Linked DNA regions of Mus musculus: regions 1 and 3 are each linked to region 2. A link is a contact called in public HiChIP or PLAC-seq and promoter capture Hi-C data. All regions are on one chromosome and are shown on one strand. Each heading gives the region's core, a stretch centred on a gene start, on an enhancer-like site or on the middle of the called end of the contact. The rest is flanking DNA. Distances are from core to core; before and after follow the strand shown. Region 1 holds the start of Ccna1 (cyclin A1). Region 2 overlaps Dclk1 (doublecortin-like kinase 1). Region 3 overlaps Nbea (neurobeachin).

What was found. Promoter capture Hi-C pulls out the DNA fragments that hold promoters and counts their contacts. HiChIP or PLAC-seq counts read pairs in DNA pulled down with a chosen protein or histone mark.
Region 1: a promoter capture Hi-C map of hippocampal neurons shows a contact between it and region 2, with 2.6 times the contacts expected there. The contact joins the promoter of Ccna1 here to the enhancer-like site in region 2. A contact is called at or near these places in 4 of 39 promoter capture datasets (cranial neural crest, hippocampal neurons and liver), 1 of 15 datasets of contacts at CTCF or cohesin (the NIH/3T3 cell line), 2 of 484 Hi-C or Micro-C datasets (embryonic stem cells and epidermal suprabasal cells), 1 of 115 datasets of contacts at active chromatin or transcription factors (embryonic stem cells) and 2 of 9 other capture datasets (adipose tissue and embryonic stem cells).
Region 3: an H3K27ac HiChIP or PLAC-seq map of microglia shows a contact between it and region 2, with 5 times the contacts expected there. The contact joins two enhancer-like sites. A contact is called at or near these places in 1 of 15 datasets of contacts at CTCF or cohesin (the NIH/3T3 cell line), 2 of 484 Hi-C or Micro-C datasets (embryonic stem cells and nephron progenitors) and 1 of 115 datasets of contacts at active chromatin or transcription factors (microglia).

What each region holds. Positions count from the first base shown.
Region 1 is chr3:55,053,745-55,056,461 of GRCm38.p6, reverse strand. It overlaps Ccna1 (cyclin A1), which reads left to right and starts at 1,407. Exons shown (of 9, transcript NM_007628.3): 1 at 1,407-1,497; 2 at 1,944-2,129. The coding sequence starts at 1,965. 4931419H13Rik (RIKEN cDNA 4931419H13 gene) reads right to left here and starts at 1,220. Exons shown (of 8, transcript NR_040593.1): 1 at 1,026-1,220.
Region 2 is chr3:55,352,830-55,355,529 of GRCm38.p6, reverse strand. The region is part of intron 3 of Dclk1 (doublecortin-like kinase 1); the gene reads right to left. Among named protein-coding and RNA genes, the nearest start is that of Gm25132, 49 kb to the right of the region's middle. Within about 2 kb of position 1,264, at least 98 of the 459 cell types and tissues checked have an H3K27ac peak or open chromatin away from gene starts, as enhancers often do. A contact at or near this core is called in the NIH/3T3 cell line, hippocampal neurons and microglia, where this site is marked.
Region 3 is chr3:55,665,989-55,668,688 of GRCm38.p6, reverse strand. The region is part of intron 48 of Nbea (neurobeachin); the gene reads left to right. Among named protein-coding and RNA genes, the nearest start is that of Gm46804, 40 kb to the left of the region's middle. Within about 2 kb of position 1,413, at least 20 of the 459 cell types and tissues checked have an H3K27ac peak or open chromatin away from gene starts, as enhancers often do. A contact at or near this core is called in microglia, where this site is marked.

The DNA.
Region 1 (2,717 bases), core at 158-2,657, 300 kb after region 2:
ATCCAGAACAAGGAAGCTTTGCGCTTCTGCATCCAGTATGGGTTGGTGAAACGCTTCGCAAAGCCCTCTCCACAAGATGGGCCACACTTTTCCTAGAATCTTCTGCGTCTAGTCGGTTGAGACAGTTCACATCTGCTAACCCCCTCTCTCGTGAACGCATCAATTAATAATACACTTAGGCAGGCTAACGACCTTTGCTTAAAGTTTGGATGGCCTTTGGAACTGCTTTTAGAATTTAGGGGTGGATTTTATTTCTAAGCAAAAGCAGTTACAGGATGTGTGTGTGTGTGTGTGTCTGTGCATGTATGCATATACACTCATATATACTGATATATGATGCATAGACATATACATCTGGTGCTCACATATATGTGAGTACACGTGTGTATATATTTTCAAAAAAAGTTAACCAATTATGTAAACTCAGTTTGCTGATTGCCTGTCACCTCTACAAGTGCCAGGGTTTCCATGATTCAAGAATTGCCTTGCCCTTTTAGAACCTTCTTTTTGGTTAAACTCCCACTCCCAGTCCTGGGACTCTCCTTTCACACGTGGCCGTGGCCGGGTCATCGGAGCAATGACCTCAGCTCAGAATCTCTCAACATCCAAGCCACAGAGGCTCCCCGCATTCCTTCCTCTTCCCCGCACCAGCGGTGCCCAAGGGGAAGACCTCTCACGGGTGGCTGGGGCACCTCGAGTTACATTACGGCCCCAAATCTCTCCCGGCTCCCTTTGCCACACTTCCGGCCCCTGACCACCCTGGAAGGCTAAGCTGTGGCACAGCCCTCCGCCGCCCAGGGTCGGGAGCCCGTGGGGCAGGCGTCCGAGAGAAGGAGATGGGGAAGGGGAGCGAGCCGCGCCCTCGGGCCGGCCAGGAGGGCGCCGCGGCCTCAGCCCGAGGACCCCGCGTCGCTCTCCCGAGCCAGGGTTCTCGGGAGCGGGCCGCGCAGGAGACGTTGGCGGGAGGGGTTCGTAGCTGTTGGGGGAACCGGCTCCTGGGGAACTGTCCCTTTCAGGGAGGCTACCGTGTGTAAGCCGCCGTCAGCCCTCCCTGGTGACATCGACCAGAGGGGTGCAAGTGGCGACGTGCGGTGCAGTGCGGTTCGGTGCGCCTGGCACGCCTGGCTTTGCGGTTCAGGAGCCCGGGGCTGCGCGGTTGGCCCCGCCCGGCAGCGCCCCGGGGGCCGAGCATCAGCGGGCAGAGCTGCAGGTGAGCGGTCGCCAGGACGATGAGGACCCGGGCGCACGCCCGCCGCGGTTGGCATGGAAGCGGCTCTGCTGGGCTCGGGGTGGCCGCTGATTGGCTGATTCAACAGACGCGGCTGGGTCGAAAGTCCTCAGTGGCGAGCGCACTAGCCGAGGCTGCTGGAACCGGCCCCCTGGAATCTCTCCTCTCCGGGTCCCCTCCCTCCGCGCACGGCCCCGCCCGCCCGGCCCCGGCCGGGGTGCGCTTGCTAATCGCCCAGACAGAGAAGAACCTGAGAAGCAGGGCCTGCTGTGGGTTCCCAAGCAGGTTTGGGGGCCTTACTTCTGGAGAGAAGCGCCTGCTTGTCACTTGGGAAGGGAACTCACCTTTTCCCAGCCAGGGATCTTGGATTTTGAATCAAATCTGGAAGGGGGCGAGGGAAGGAGGATCAGGAATCTTAGGTTCTGCTTCCCTCTGCCCTAAATCAATGTGGGCAGACAATCCTGGCGTGGAGTTTGGGCTCCATCCGGCTCTCTCTGCAACCTTTAGCCTGGGGTCATATTAAAGCCCATTCAGCCATTGTTTGGTTCTGAGTTGGTTGCTCTGATGCCTGAGCTGTCACTTGGGACCTTAATGTTTGTCGGGAAGTTGGGACATTGGTAGTGACTCTGGAGCTTGGCACTCCAGAGTTCTCTGCATTTCCGGGTCCCTAGGTTGAGAGGTAAACTAACTGTGTCTCCTCTTTCCTGGATAGCAGCAGGCTGTGGCTTACTAGGCAATGCATCGCCAGAGCTCCAAGAGTGGAGTCGCTCTGCCTCCAGTGGGCCAAGGTCCTGATGCTTGTCAAATGCTCAGCAGAGCTCAGCTTGGCCAGGATCCCCCACAGAGAACCGTGCTAGGGGTGTTGACTGAAAATGAGCAGTACAGGAGGACCTGTGGCCAGGTAATGACCCAGGAGCACCAGGAAATATGCCACGGAGAAGGCTTGCTGTGGCAGTATGCGTGTGTGTGTGTGTGTGTGTGTGTGTGTGTGTGTGTGTGTGTGTGTGCATGCACTCATGCACTTGTGCCTGCATGTCAAATACATGGAGAACGATGCCAAGGACAAAGAAGGCTTTCTATGATAGTGTGCATCTGTGTGCACGTGTGTGCACATGTGTGCATATGTGTATGTAGGAACTGTTTGGGTTAAGTGATTCAAGGGCTAGTCAGAAAGAATGAAATTACACTGTCCTATAGCCCTGGAGATGCTCTGAGCCGCCAGAAAGATGTTCAGTAGGAGCTAGGCTACCACGAATTAATCGGGGAGAGCTTGTGTTGTGTTCTGTGGCCGCACTGTGTGTACCAGGATACACCAGCTTACTTTATGAACTAGAGGTTGGTATTAGAGCACACATCTCTACCACTACAGACCAGGAATGGTCACTGAGGTATTTGCTTACTTGTCTGCTTCAAATTGACTAAAGGATTTTCCCTTGAAGACAGATATTCAGACATTTAAGAGAAGAAATCTGAATCTACAACAATGATT
Region 2 (2,700 bases), core at 15-2,514:
CGTTACTACAATTATCATAAATTGGCATCAATTTCGAACCTGTCAGTGAATTTCCATGATTTATGTTGTCCTTTTCCATATAACAAGTAAGCCCATGTGTGTCGTGGTTTGAATATGCTTGTCCCAGGGAGTGAGTGGCACTATTAGGAGGTGTGGCCTTGTTGGAAAAAAGTGTGTCACTGTGGGGGTGGGCTTTGAGTCCCTTCTCCTAGCTGTTTGAGTCTCTCCTAGTTCCCTTCGGAACAAGATGTAGAAGTCTCAGCTCCTCCTGCACCATGCCTGCCTAGACGCTGCCATGCTCCCACCTTGATGATAATGGACTGAACCTGTGAACCTGTAAGCCAGCCCCAATTAAATGTTCATAGCAATGGAAACCCTAGCTAAAACAATGTGTGATGATTTTATTATGCGCTGGTTTTCATTATTAATCCTTAATATTAGATTATAACTAAGGGGGAAAGCTACATAGTAGAATGCTTTCCCACTTTAATAACAAAATAGAAAATGTAGATGCTTGAAGAAACAACATGTAATACCACAATTGTCCACAGAGTGGCAGAAGAACTCCAGAAAAGTCAAGCTAGACTTGCAGCAATTATGCTGAATTCTACACACACACACACACACACACACACACACACACACCACCTTTTATAAGCTCCACTTCATAAAGAAATACTGCGAAATGACACTTGTTAGCAGAATCATGTGGGTATTCTAAAGCGTTATAAAATAAGCTTAAATCTTGACAATTTAAAATCTAACCAGAGTAAGAACTCCCCATGTGCAGAGTCCAGAGACTTTGAAGCCCCACCCATGCCTCCTCTGGTTCTCGGGTCCTCAGAAAAGCTCTCTTCTTAAGTGAAATCCATATGTGTTGTTTTAAAGACAAGGAACATGAGCCCTCCAGAGTTTAATCATTAGCCAACCTGTCCCCAATCTTTCGCAGGGCTCTGCTTAACAATGAAGCCTGGCAAATGGGTGTTCAAAATGTCAGACCATGGCGGAGGCAGGGGCCAATGGCTGCAAAGTGATGCCAAATGCCTTCCCTAACAACCATAAAGTGATGGATGACAGAGCCCTGACACAGAGACCTCAGCCAGCCCATCCCGTTCAGGGGGTCAGGGTCAGGACAGACAGAAAGCAAACACACAGAAAGGTTGAGAGGCAAAGAGCATCTATAAGGCATGGTCCTCAGATCTGTGCTGCTCATCTGAGGCCCTGTCTCGCCCTGCTTCCAACTCCAGTGCCAAAGGACTGACTCACTGCAATGTCAGCCCAAAAGGATACTTCTTTCTTTGAAAAAGATGCTGAGTCGGCTCCATGTCAAGTGGTGTTGATTCATGGGGAACAAACCCCGGTGGCCGCAGGCCAGCCCTGGTCATTTACCTCATTCAAGTCTGGGAAGCTGGAGCGTAGCAAGCCTTTTCAGTGTGTTACCACGCGGTAAGTGCTCAAAGTGATCTTTGTCTCTGCAGAGGGGACCGCATGCAGGCCGCTGGGTCCCTCTCGCAGTAAATATGAAGGATTCTCTGCACAGCAGTGGCGTCAGGCCTGCTGGATCCCAGCACACTGGCCCCTCTTTAACCTCAAGTAAAGAATGTTCCAACGTAAAGTCTGCCATCAGAGACATAATAGAATCTCCTAGTCTGGGGTCTGCTGGAAAAACCGTTTATTTTTATAGTGTGGTAAAAGACTCAGCACATAAAAGCTACCATCATGAATATTTTTATTACTTACGTATTTATACAACTACCACCACTGTATCTCTTGAACACTTCTTCATCTTTTGAAACTGAAACTAGCTTTCAACTTCCTCCTCATTCTTTCCCTCCTCTGACCTTAGCAGACACAGGCCACCTTCTCTCTCTGTGACTTTGACTGCTTCAGGCATCTCATAACCGATCATACAGTATTGGTCTTGTCCTCCTATAATATCCTCACGATTCATTCATTTGTAACCTGTGATGAAATTTCATTTTTTTTTTATCTTATTACTATCTTCTTGTTGGTAAGCTTTCATTGTTTGGGACAGCTTTCGTTTGCAGCAACCTTGAGCAGAAGTTGCAGTTCCAACCTCGCTACACATACACAGCCTCGCCTCCTAGCGACACTTCCAGCAGAGCAGTGTGTTTGCTACACATGAAGAATCCACACAGACGCGTCATTACCACATGCTGTCACGTGATCCATGGCTTCCACCAGGTTCTCTTTCAGCACTGCATATTCTGTGGCTCTGCATAAGCGTAGGGCGTGCACCCACTGTTAGAGTGTAATGCAGTTCACTGCCTCAAGAAAGTGTCTGTGTATCTTTTATTGGTAAATATTTATTTTTATTTTACTCATAGGCTTGCTTGCCTGTACGGATCTAAGTGTACCGTATGTCTGCAGTGCTCATGGATGCCAGAAGACAGAGTCAGATATCCGGAAACTAGAGCTCTGCATGGACCAAGAACAGCCAAACATAGGCTGCATCTCCTGGGCATTTCACAGTTCTTTACAAGCAGAGTTCAGATGAAGGATTTGCACTCAAGAGGAAACTAGGGGCTGTAAACGACAGCATTGGCTCCAGCCATCTGGCTTACTCGATCTCCTCTACTATCCAACATCCTTGGGCCTTGAGTTTATAAAATGTCACCAATCACCACCATTAGGACAAGCTACTCCGTGAGAAAACTCCATGTGCGATGACTGGGTGTC
Region 3 (2,700 bases), core at 164-2,663, 310 kb before region 2:
GGAATTTGACCATGCTCCAGTGAGTACAGGGGCAATGCAAATTGTACTTGGTGTGTTTTCTGGGAGTGGTGGAGGGCACAAGGATGAGAGGGTAGACTTTGGAGGAATGGGAAAGGAGTGTGACCTGCATGTGTTGTATGAAATCCCCAAATAATTAATAAAAATATTTTGTCAGAAAAAAAAAGGAGAGAGGAGAGAGAGAAGAAAGGGAGGGCATGCACAGTAAGGGAACAAAGAAAGGGAACACAAATGAACAGAACTGGTCTTTTTCTACATAGAGGATCATATTATTTAATAATGGCAGGTCTGAATATCACCACAAATACATATTTTCACACAAAACTCACAGCACACATTTTTGAGGAAATGACTTCTAGTTGCTACATAAAATAATAATGGATTCTGGTCTACTGTGAAGGAAAGTAGACTCTAGATGAACTAAAACCTTATATGTGAGGAGTCAGCCATCCTATGAGTCTGATGGGCAGAGATACAGAAAGCTACCTCCAACAGCAGAACTCCTCCCCCAGGCATGAACTACTAAATGAGTTGGTGGGCTCAAATGCAAAATGGATGCAGACACACCTAACAGGCAGCATCTGTAAGAGTATGCATGTGCACGGATTAAACCAGCAAGGAATCACTTCTGAAACTGTCAAAGTCTGCATTCCGCAACATAAAGACAGAAACTGCCATGCAAAAGTGAGTGGGGTAGGCGAGATGGTGAAGATGCTAAGAGCACTGCTGCTCTAGCAGAGGATCCAGATTCAGGTCCCAGCACCCACATGAGGCTGCACACAACCACTTTAATTCCAGTTCCAAGCAGTGGAATATGGTCTTCTGGCATGAGAGGTCATATGCACAAACATAGGCATAGAGCAACAACTTTGTGCATGTACACACACATGTAAAATTTAAAAATAAAGTGAGCAAAGGGTATGAATAGGTCATTTTTTGGGAGACCCAAAAGGCAAAGATGTCTTTAAAATATCTAATTTGTTACCAATCAAAGGACTACAAACCAAAATAACTAGTTATTATTTTGTATCTGTCATAGTAGCCAAAATTAGAAACGGAGGTAGCACCAAGGTGGCAGAGGCATATAGAGTCACAACAAATGGAAAAAACTGGGGACAGGACAGTCATTCTGAAGAGCAGCAGGCAGTGACTGGGAGGAGGAAAGAGACAACATGAGTGTGAGGTGAGGCTCAGGTCCTACTCCAGAAGAAATGTAACCGACATCCAAGAGCCCCAAGGGCTGCCCGTGCCCCAGGCCATGCCCGTGCCCCAGGCCATGCCCGTGCAGTGTGAGGAGGAGGAGCACAGGCTCCCATAGGCAGATCTTAGAACCGTACAAGGGACAAAATGTGTTCCTAGGCCACGGTTGTAGAGCAAATACTCAGAACAGAAGGAACATTCACTGTTTCACGCTTGTTGCATGTGGTGAGAGAGGAAGTGAAAGAAGGGTACTGAGATGAATAAACACATTTTAAACTCAAAAGTCCTGGAAAGCCATCATTCTCTCTGTCCCCATGATCTCATTAGCCATATCATTCAATAATAGCTTTATACTAGCAAAATAATAGTAAATTGGTAAATCTTTCAGTGACAGCTCTAAGACTGATTCCACATAGTTGAAAACAAACTTTCTTTAAGTATTAATTCACAGCTATTCTCGGTTCCTGGGGCGAGATTGGAATGTGGCCACTCAATAATCCCCCTGCATAATGGTCATCTGTTTTATCCTTCCATCCATTGGACTAGTGCTGAAGTGATCACTAACAATTGTACTGACTCCTAAAATTTACTAAATCACACAAACTGTAACAAATATAACCTGCAAAGAGTTAACCAATCACTTTATTTTTTGTCTCATTTCTCATATTCTGGTCTGAATGGTTATTTTAATATCAGTAAAAAGTGAAGGACCGAATCAGGAAAGGGATGCAGGGAATGAAGTATTAGGTGTGGGTGGTAGTGGAGAGGCACTGCCGAGAGTACAGTTTTGAGAGGATTCCTTTGAAAGTTATTGTTTGTTAATTGAAAGGATGCCAAAGTGGATTTAACCCCTTAGTAACTGGGACGAACAACCAGAGAGTGAGCAGATTCACACATTTACTGACAGCTGCGCTTTATGATGTATAGCTGTACACAGAGAATTTCTGAAGCTGGATACAGAACCTCCTTTGCACATGGGTGCAAAGCATCCTGCCTGCTTTGACCATATCAGAGGTGAAGGGCGTGAGTGGCTACTCCCCAGCAGCAAAGTGCCCACTATGGATTTTATCCAGGGATGAAATGAACTCCAGCCCATCTGTCTGGGGGTTTCCATTATCCTTCTCTTCCTTCTTCTCCTTCTCCTCCTTCTCCTCCTTCACCAGTAACACCACTTTCTCCTTCTTCGTCTTGTAAAGTCTTCTAACTCACAAATAAAAACATCACATAGCTGGTTTAAAAACGTGACTCACACACTTGCACAGCTTGCCCATTTCCAAACTCAGTACCTATCAGTGAACTAAATACAAAGGGCCTTTGTCTCCCCCGGCTCTCCACAGAAGCCTGTGTTCGTTGACTCCCAGATATACTTCCCCGCCACACACACACCACTCAACAGCAAACCTCCACAGTCCCCTGGTACTTCCCAGGGTCTGTATTGGCTGAGCCAATTCCAGGCATGAAGAAGGCATTCCTTCCTCTATG